Regions from separate parts of the Mus musculus genome. Here regions 1 and 2 are each linked to region 3. A link is a contact called in public HiChIP or PLAC-seq and promoter capture Hi-C data. All regions are on one chromosome and are shown on one strand. The core of a region is the stretch at or near the end of the contact, and the rest is flanking DNA. Distances in the headings are between cores, read along the strand shown. Region 1 holds the start of Cbr4 (carbonyl reductase 4). Region 2 has its middle 30 kb from the start of 5730405A17Rik. Region 3 overlaps Sh3rf1 (SH3 domain containing ring finger 1).

Region 1 (2,700 bases), core at 116-2,615, 220 kb before region 3:
ACTGATGGGCTTGGGGAAGCAACCCTGACTTCAAAGTAAACATATTCCCTATCTGATAAGCTACCATATTAATATATATGCTCCTCAATTTATGATAGGGATACATCAAGATGAACCAACTATATGATGGAGAGCCGAAGAACAGGTAACTAGTACCACAGGGCAAGGTGGAGTATCTAGCAAACTGGAAGCAATGCTGACTGGCTAGGTGTTGAGGCTCGTGTTCACACCCAAGGTGAACAGATGTGTTCCCCTGTGTTCCCAGCACGGAGGAGGCAGAGACCAGCTCCTGATCCAAGGGAAACCTAGGCTGCGTAGTGAGACCCTATGTCCGAGAAAGCTGGATACCACACCGCAGGTTCAGAGTGTACTCTGTACTAAAGACATCACCGTCCCATCACAGTAAGGAGATCTCAGCAACTGGGAAGCTGAGACACGAGATCCACAAGTTCAAAGCCAGTGTGAGTTACATATCAAGGCTATTTCCACATAAGTAAAGAAATATAGTCGGCACCAGACACTCTTAGACCTACAAGATACCCAATGCTTTCCTGATAGTGACATGTATTTTTCTCCATTCTTCAAGTTGTCTTCTCCAAACGAGACTTAAACTTGCAATGCAATGACTAATCCGTTAATAACCTGGGGTTGGGGGGGGGGGGGCTGGAATAGGAATACAATCAAAGGGCCTGGGAAAACAAATTAGTAACTTACTAAAGTCATTGATGGGCTTGGAGAAGCAACCCTGACTTATCAAGAGTTTCTCTTTGAAATACTGTCGGGTGCCTTCGCAAAGGGCAAGAGCTCTCAGCAAAATGCAATCTAGCCATTTGTATCTGACTTCTCTACTTTCAGTATAATCGCGTCCATTCTCTCCTCCCAGAGGCCAGAGCAAGGCAGCTCTCAATATCAGCACTGGCCGCGGGGAAGGCAACTACTTGTCAGGGGTCCTTAGAATCTGCCTGGAGTAGGCGAGAGCCCCTGTGAGTGTTTGGTCATGGGGCACGAGCGATCTGGGGCGCAAACCCGGGTACATGGGCAGGGCCCGTGGACTGGAACTCAAGGACTTGCACCTTGGTCGCACGGCGAGGACACTTCCGGTACATACCGCCGAGCTCGCCGGCGGTGACTTTGGCCACTTCCAGGTTTCTGGAGACGATCGCCAGACGGTAACCCTTCTGGGCCATTAGCTGGGCTACCGCCCTGCCGATCCCCCGGGAGCCTCCAAAAACCGCACAGACTTTGTCCATCTTGGACCGCGGACCAGCAAGATGGATCCCTGAGACTCAGAACTTGTAATAAAAGACACAGCTACTGACAAAACCAGTATGCTCTCCTTTCAACAGACAACCCAGGCCACAAAACAAGGCGCGAGGATTAGACGTCAGTGCACACGGACTCTTCGAGGGTTGCATTGCATTCTGGGACTTGTAGTCCTTACTCTCTTGCACTTGTGAGCATTTTAGTAACTGCTGCTGGATGCCTATTCCCAAGCCTGGTTAGTTCTATGAGGGTAAATGTCCTGTCAAAGAGCACAAGCCGTGTGTGGTGGCTCAGGCCTGTTCACTCATCACTGTTCAAGGCCAGCCTGGTCTAGAGAGTGAGATCTTGTCTCAAAGACAGCAACAAAGAAAGAACACTGTGTAGAGGGATTCAATAAATGCTTGTACTCCTCTTTTTGAGGAAAAGACCTGCTATGTTACCCAGGCTGGCCTCAGATTCTCTATGATTCTCCTCCCTCAGCCTCCACAGAGCTGCTGGCATCTACAGGTATGGGCCTCCACGCTCTTCGACTGATCAGAATAGAGTAAAGATTAAAGAGCAAGCTTAGGTCATTATTGGCAATATTGGGTTCCTATACTCCTAAATAAGATATCCTGAGTGCTTTTTTTTTTTTTTTTAAGAAAAAGTTAGCTGGGCATGGTGGTGCATGCTTTTAATCCCACACTAAGGAGGCAGAGGCAGGTAAATCTCTTGAGTTGAAGACCAGATTGGTCTAGAGTTCCAGGACAGCCAGGGCTGCACAGAGAACTCTGTCTCAACCATGCCTCCCAAATAAACAGATAATAAATAAATAAATAAATAAATAAATAAATAAATAAATAAATGGCATGATTTGTTAGCATTCTAGTGTAAAGAGAACATTTCTTGACAGAATATTAGTGTACTAAATAAAAAAGTAGACCATAGTCCCTATTGGAGGTAGGGAGAATTCTGGAGCAACAGGACTAACTCACATAAAACTCTAATGGGCTAAATTGTTTATTAAAGTACAAAGTTGTATTAACACCAGAAATCAAAAGGCCAGTGAGGACTGAAGGCACAGCAAGCTGGCAAAGCCGGGTCTGAGTATTGATTTCTAAATTGGGGAGGGGTGGGGACCTACCAGAAAAGTTGCACATTAATTTTAAAGTTTTTCTTTTTCTTTTTTTTTTACCTTAAAGAGAATACTATATAGTTTATTAAGCAAAACATGAATGACCAGATTTATGTTGCTACAAATCCCATGTTCCAATGTTTTATGAAGTTTTTCATTGTAATAAAACAAAGCCATACATATTTTTAACCCATCAAGTCTAGCTAGTGGTGTGAGTGTGTGTGTGTGTGTGTGTGTGTGTGTGTTCCACTGGGTATTGGAGACAATCTTCAAATATGTTGGTTGTCAGAGAAGAAAGGTAAATACCAACTCAACTAAACACC
Region 2 (2,700 bases), core at 45-2,544, 130 kb before region 3:
CACAGGGGAGGCTAAGCAGGAAGATCCCGATTTGAGGCCAGCCTGGGCTACACAGCCATACCATGCCTACCATGATGACAACCAAACCTAGCTAGGAAGTCAGTTGTTTCTAACTTGAAGGGGAACTGCAACATGAGCGTTGAGAGTAACCCAGATTCTACTTAATAGCAGAGGAGAAAGGATAAGAGAAAGACAGGTTCTGTCCCAAGTCATTTGCCTTTGCTTTCTTTTTGTTCTTTTCTTAGGCACAGAAGCTCTTTACGTGTGCAGGCCTTTATCTTGTTGTCTGCTACAGGAACTGCAGCAGTGGTTCTAACCTTCCTAATGCTGCGACCCTTTAATACAGTTCCTCATGTTGTGCCGACCCCTCCCTCCCAACCATAAATTACTTTTGTTGCTACTTCATGACTGTAATTTTTGCTACCTTTATGAATTGTAAATATTCTTGTTTCCCAGTGGTCTTAGGCCACCCCTGTGGTAGGGTCATTCAACTCCCAAAGGGGTCATGACCCACAGGTTAAAAAAAAAAATCACTGAATTACATTTTCCCCATTATTCTTTTGATGTTGGTTATGGTGTTTTAGCATATAGATTATCAAATATTCTGTAGTCGAATTACTTTTTTTTTCTTCTACAACTTTTGGGTTTGAATCATATTTAGAAAGGCTTTCTCACTTTAGAGTCTGTCTGTCTGTCTCTGTCTTTGTCTCTCCCTCTCTCAAATACCTTTACAAGCATTTTGACCTTGCAAGCTTCAACTCCAAGGTTGGCCACCTCTTAGAACCTTTTTTTTCCTTTCTTTTTAAATCTCAATAGCAGTGGTATATGGCTCACTGATCGCAGCTGGGATAACTCCCTTATCTTTGGAGACTAAATTATTGCTTAGTGCTACTTAGTCTGATCCTGTACAAATATACGGAATGGGGACTCAAAGATTAATGTCAGCTGCTGTTCCCTTTTACAGTACCGGAACCTCTGATCCTTGTGTGAGACAAGAATCCACCCTGTGCAAGATCTGTATGGTGTTCTGAAATGGGAATCTAGACAGCTAAATCAGGATCTTCTGACAATGGACAATGTACGTGTCAAGGGTGCCAACTTCCTCATGGACTCAAAATCCTACATAGAACTTTCCAAAGAGCAATAGCTGACAGTTGGCTGGGAGCCTCGCTGCAGACATCAACAGTCGATTAGCACATATGTTGCATGCTTTACTGTGATATGTACAAACACTGTGGGCCTTCACTGCAAGTACTGCTCAGGACTTTCTGGCAAGAGGAAGGCTCACGTGTTGATCACGTGCTCACACGGTGACTAAGCAGGCGTTTCAACTCCTGGGCACACTGCAACACTGGTGGCCACTGGGTTGCTGCAGCATCTTCTGTGGGCACTTTTATGCAGTTATGGTTTATGCTGCATCTTATATCTATAAACATTTCTCCTATTTTTTTTTTCTGTTTTCGTTTCTTCATTTCCGTTGCAAATAGCACCTTGGACAGTCTGTGTTTATGTAAGTTTTGATAAAATTTTAACTTTTAAAATAACAGATCTGTGTTTATTTTATGATAGTAAATGTTATCACCATACATGTTATGTTTTTTGTTTTTGCTTGACAGTGCTAGGTTTTATGGTCTGTCATGTATGTTCTCCCCCCCCCCCCCAAACTGTTACAAATCTCTAAATCTTGTATCTACAGGGACCTGCCCAGTTCAGAACTTTATCGTTCAAGGGTTAACTGTAATAGGAAACACTGTGTATATTAAAACTGTTACTGTTTACTTTGGCTGGTCACTTCTCAGTCAAATAGCTCCTTCCTGTGTCTGCTGATAAGGGCCTGTGGGATAGGCAGAGCAAAGTCCCCAGCACTCCCCACAGTCTGGATTCACAGCAAGGTCACTCCCTTCTGCCAAACTTGGACACTGGCTCATCTTGTCCGTAAGTACACTCCAGTTTCTTTTCAGAGGCAGACAGGTTCCCTTTCTTGAAGTATTGTCAGTTGGATCCTACTAGATAAGGCCAGTTTAACTGGGGTTTTAAAACACATTACAAATAACTTCATATGAGCCAGCGAGATGGTTCAGTGGGAATACTTGCTGGGTAAACAGGATGATCCAAGTTAGACACCCAGGAGACACAGTGGGAGAACAATTCCTGATCGATGTGCATGCTCCTGCACCATGTGTAGTGATGATGATGGTGATGGTGATGGTGATGATAAAGGTCTAGATGGCTCAGCAAGTGAAGGTATTTACAATCCAGGCCTGCCAGGTGAAGGTAGGAGAAAACTGATTCCACAAATTTGACTTCCACGTGTGTGCTTTGGCACATATACTATATATATAGTACAGTTGTCAATAGATAAACAAATTAAGTATGAAAGAAAGAAAGAAAACACGTTTTCCTCTGACCCTCACATTCACTAGTGGGATACATAGGAAGAGAGGACTGCGTCACAATTGGCTTACACAGGCAATTACAGAGGGAACTTCTGGCAAAGCTATAACACAACCCAAACTTCCTGATCTTTAATGATTTGATATGGTAGCCTAAAGTCAATAGAGAAATATATTTTTAAACGAGAATGTACGTGGACCTTTGATCTTGTGGGAGATTAAAATCCTGGTGAGCTGAGAGACAGCGTTCCCACGCCACACTATGTATTTGGTTGTGGGCCTGCTACACCCACGCTTAGAAATCAAA
Region 3 (2,700 bases), core at 82-2,581:
AGGTTCTAAGACCCACAATGGCCCCATCTACAATCAGACTGGAGAAATGTTCAGGCCATAAAGGTTGTGAGGCTCCTGTCCATAGCTGCAACTTATACAGCTATAGACAGGCTGACACATGACTACATTTTTGTTTTTAATCTCAAGATTGAGTTTTTCCAGAATTTCCTTAAGGTCTCCATTTGGCTAAACAAAGATATCTGAATGACATCACTGTTTTCTAATAAAAATAAATTATATTTCAATTCCAACTTCATCTATAGGAAAATAAGCTCATATTTGTAATGTTTCTTCCTTTTCTATTTATAGGAGAGGCATATACAGAATGATTACATTAATTAATAATTAGATTACTAGGAGCTGGAGAGATGGCTCAGCCCTTAGCACCGGTTGCTCTTGCAGAGATCCTGGACTCAGTACCCCATGGAGACTCACAATCATCAGTAAACCCCATTCCAGGCACCTAGTGCCCTCTTCTTATTTCAGGTACAACATAGGAACCAGGAACATATGTGGTACACAAACATACAGACAAAACATATACATAAAGTAAAATAAACACTTTAAAAATAAATTACTGTCAGATACAACCCAATTCTCTAATACTTTTCTGGCCTCTAAATGATCATAGGAACAATTTTCTGAATCTTCAAAACAGTATGTGAAGTTTGCCAAAGAGATGGCACAGCAGAGAAAGGTGTTTGCCGCCAATCCCCATGACCTGAGTTCAATCCCCAGGGACCCATAGAGCTGAAGGAGAGAACCAACTCTACACGTTGTCCTCTGACCTCCGTGGCATGTGCGCACACATACAAAGTGTAAATCGGGCTACTGACTGCTCACTGGGCAAAGGTATGGGTTGCCAAGCCTCACAGCTTAAGTTCAAGCCCCAGTACCCATGTGGGTGAAGAGAGGAACCAACTCCCCAAAGCACACTGTGGCATGCATGTGTGGATGTGGGGGTTAGAAGACAGCTTTAATCATAAATAAATGTAATTTAAAAATTTAAACAGCATTTGAACATAATAATTCTACAATACATGAGTTTTTAGTTTTTAGTTTTTCAAACTGTGCTCTTTAAAACATCTATAAATGTGGATTGATGTACTTCAGTTTAAAAAGCTAGTCTGCAGTCACATACATGATGTGATGTGAGGCCACGGTGCCTCCCTCCCTGTTAGGCCATGATGCGCACTGTCAGAAGTCCCCAAGCAGGGAAGTCACCGAGTTTACTACCATCAGTGTCTCCAGAAAGTTTCCCTAGCCCCCATATGCAAGTGAGAAGAGGGAAATGACCAGCAAGTCCCCACTGAGGATCCCTCACGTAGGAAAGTGCTGAGCTTACTCATCAGAGCTGGGAACACAGCCAAGCGCAGCTTAGCCTCTAAGTGTAGGGGATAAATAAACAGAAAAGCATTTGCAAATACCAAGTGCAGAATCAAAGCCAAACTGCAACTATGATTAAAATTTACTCTAGACAACACAAATATGAAAAAGGTTCTGTTGTCTATTATTTTTTAAAATGTAGTATTCTACAGGGCTTTCATCAGGGCAAGTCTACATAAACGTGACTGTGTTTGTAACTAACACGCATGCATCTTGTCCCTCGGATAAAGCTCTGGAAGGCCCCATTCACCATATCTGAGCAACAGAACTTGTAAAGAATTTTTAATCTATGTGTATGAGGGTCTGCACGCATGCACACCACTGACAGGCCTGGTGTTAACAAGGCCAGAAAGGCGCATCAGCTGCCCTCGAAGTGGAGTTACAGTTAGTTGTGAGCCACCGGGCAGGTACTGCCGGAACGGCAAGTGCTCTTAATCTCTGAACCATCTCTTCAGCCGACAGGCTCTTTAGAAAGGCCCTTCAAACTCTTTTTTCATGTGATAAGCAAGCAATGACACTCAACTAAAAGAAACTAAAGTCACCTTTGAAGGATTAGGAAATCTTTGAGATGACTTTTATTCTGGGGTTTTGGGTTTTTTTTTTTTCTCCTTAAAATTCTACAATATTTCAACCTAAATTTAAATTATTTCTCTTTAACCTAAAGATATAACAAGTACTAACTATTTAAATATTTCCAAATGCCTTCAAGTAATATCTTTGTGCGTGTGCACGTGTGTGTGTGTGTGTGTGTGTGTGTGTGTGTGTGTGTGTGTATGTGTATGTCTATTGAGGTCTCACCTGTTCCAGGCTGGCCTTCAATTATCTATGTAACAGAAATGACTTGAATTTCTATTGCTCCTGCTCCCAACTCACTTTAGAGCAGTGGTTCTCAACCTTCCTAAATGCTGAGACCTCTAACACAGCCCCTCATGCTGTGACAATCCCAGCCCTCATGCTGTGATGATCCCTGACGATCCCAGCCCTCATGTTGTGACAACCCCAACCATAATATCATTTTGTTGCTACTTCATAACTATAATTTTGCTAGTTATGAATTATAATATAAACATCTGATCCGCAGGATATCTGATAAGTGACCCCGAAGCAGTCTCAACCCACAGGCTGTGAGCCACAGTGGGCTGTGAACCCACAGGTTGTGACATCACACCCATTTGTGTGGTGCTAGACTAACACTCTACCTACTGAGGCCCATAACTAGCCCAAGTGATGGCCTTATGGACTTCTAGTCCATAAAGAGAGAAAGAAAGCGGCTGGAGAGACGGTCCAGAGGTTAGGAGACCTGGGGTCTTGCAG

What was found. Promoter capture Hi-C pulls out the DNA fragments that hold promoters and counts their contacts. HiChIP or PLAC-seq counts read pairs in DNA pulled down with a chosen protein or histone mark.
Region 1: a contact with region 3 is called in a promoter capture Hi-C map of hippocampal neurons, with 3 times the contacts expected there. The contact joins the promoter of Cbr4 here to the enhancer-like site in region 3. A contact is called at or near these places in 7 of 39 promoter capture datasets (the 3T3-L1 cell line, the HPC-7 cell line, cranial neural crest and 3 more), 2 of 484 Hi-C or Micro-C datasets (the HL-1 cell line and Th1 cells), 10 of 115 datasets of contacts at active chromatin or transcription factors (cardiomyocytes, differentiating embryonic stem cells, double positive thymocytes and 6 more) and 2 of 9 other capture datasets (adipose tissue and embryonic stem cells).
Region 2: a contact with region 3 is called in a FOXA1 HiChIP or PLAC-seq map of pancreatic cancer cells. The contact joins two enhancer-like sites. A contact is called at or near these places in 5 of 484 Hi-C or Micro-C datasets (cerebellar granule neurons, liver, trophoblast stem cells and 1 more) and 2 of 115 datasets of contacts at active chromatin or transcription factors (pancreatic cancer cells and stem cell-derived neural progenitor cells).

Annotation. Positions count from the first base shown.
Region 1 is chr8:61,486,399-61,489,098 of GRCm38.p6, reverse strand. It overlaps Cbr4 (carbonyl reductase 4), which reads right to left and starts at 1,365. Exons shown (of 5, transcript NM_145595.2): 1 at 1,109-1,365. The coding sequence starts at 1,250.
Region 2 is chr8:61,396,490-61,399,189 of GRCm38.p6, reverse strand. It overlaps a transcript of Sh3rf1 not described here. Among named protein-coding and RNA genes, the nearest start is that of 5730405A17Rik, 30 kb to the left of the region's middle. Within about 2 kb of position 1,294, at least 41 of the 459 cell types and tissues checked have an H3K27ac peak or open chromatin away from gene starts, as enhancers often do. A contact at or near this core is called in pancreatic cancer cells, where this site is marked.
Region 3 is chr8:61,264,227-61,266,926 of GRCm38.p6, reverse strand. The region is part of intron 2 of Sh3rf1 (SH3 domain containing ring finger 1); the gene reads right to left. Among named protein-coding and RNA genes, the nearest start is that of 1700001D01Rik, 23 kb to the left of the region's middle. Within about 2 kb of position 1,331, at least 58 of the 459 cell types and tissues checked have an H3K27ac peak or open chromatin away from gene starts, as enhancers often do. A contact at or near this core is called in the HL-1 cell line and pancreatic cancer cells, where this site is marked.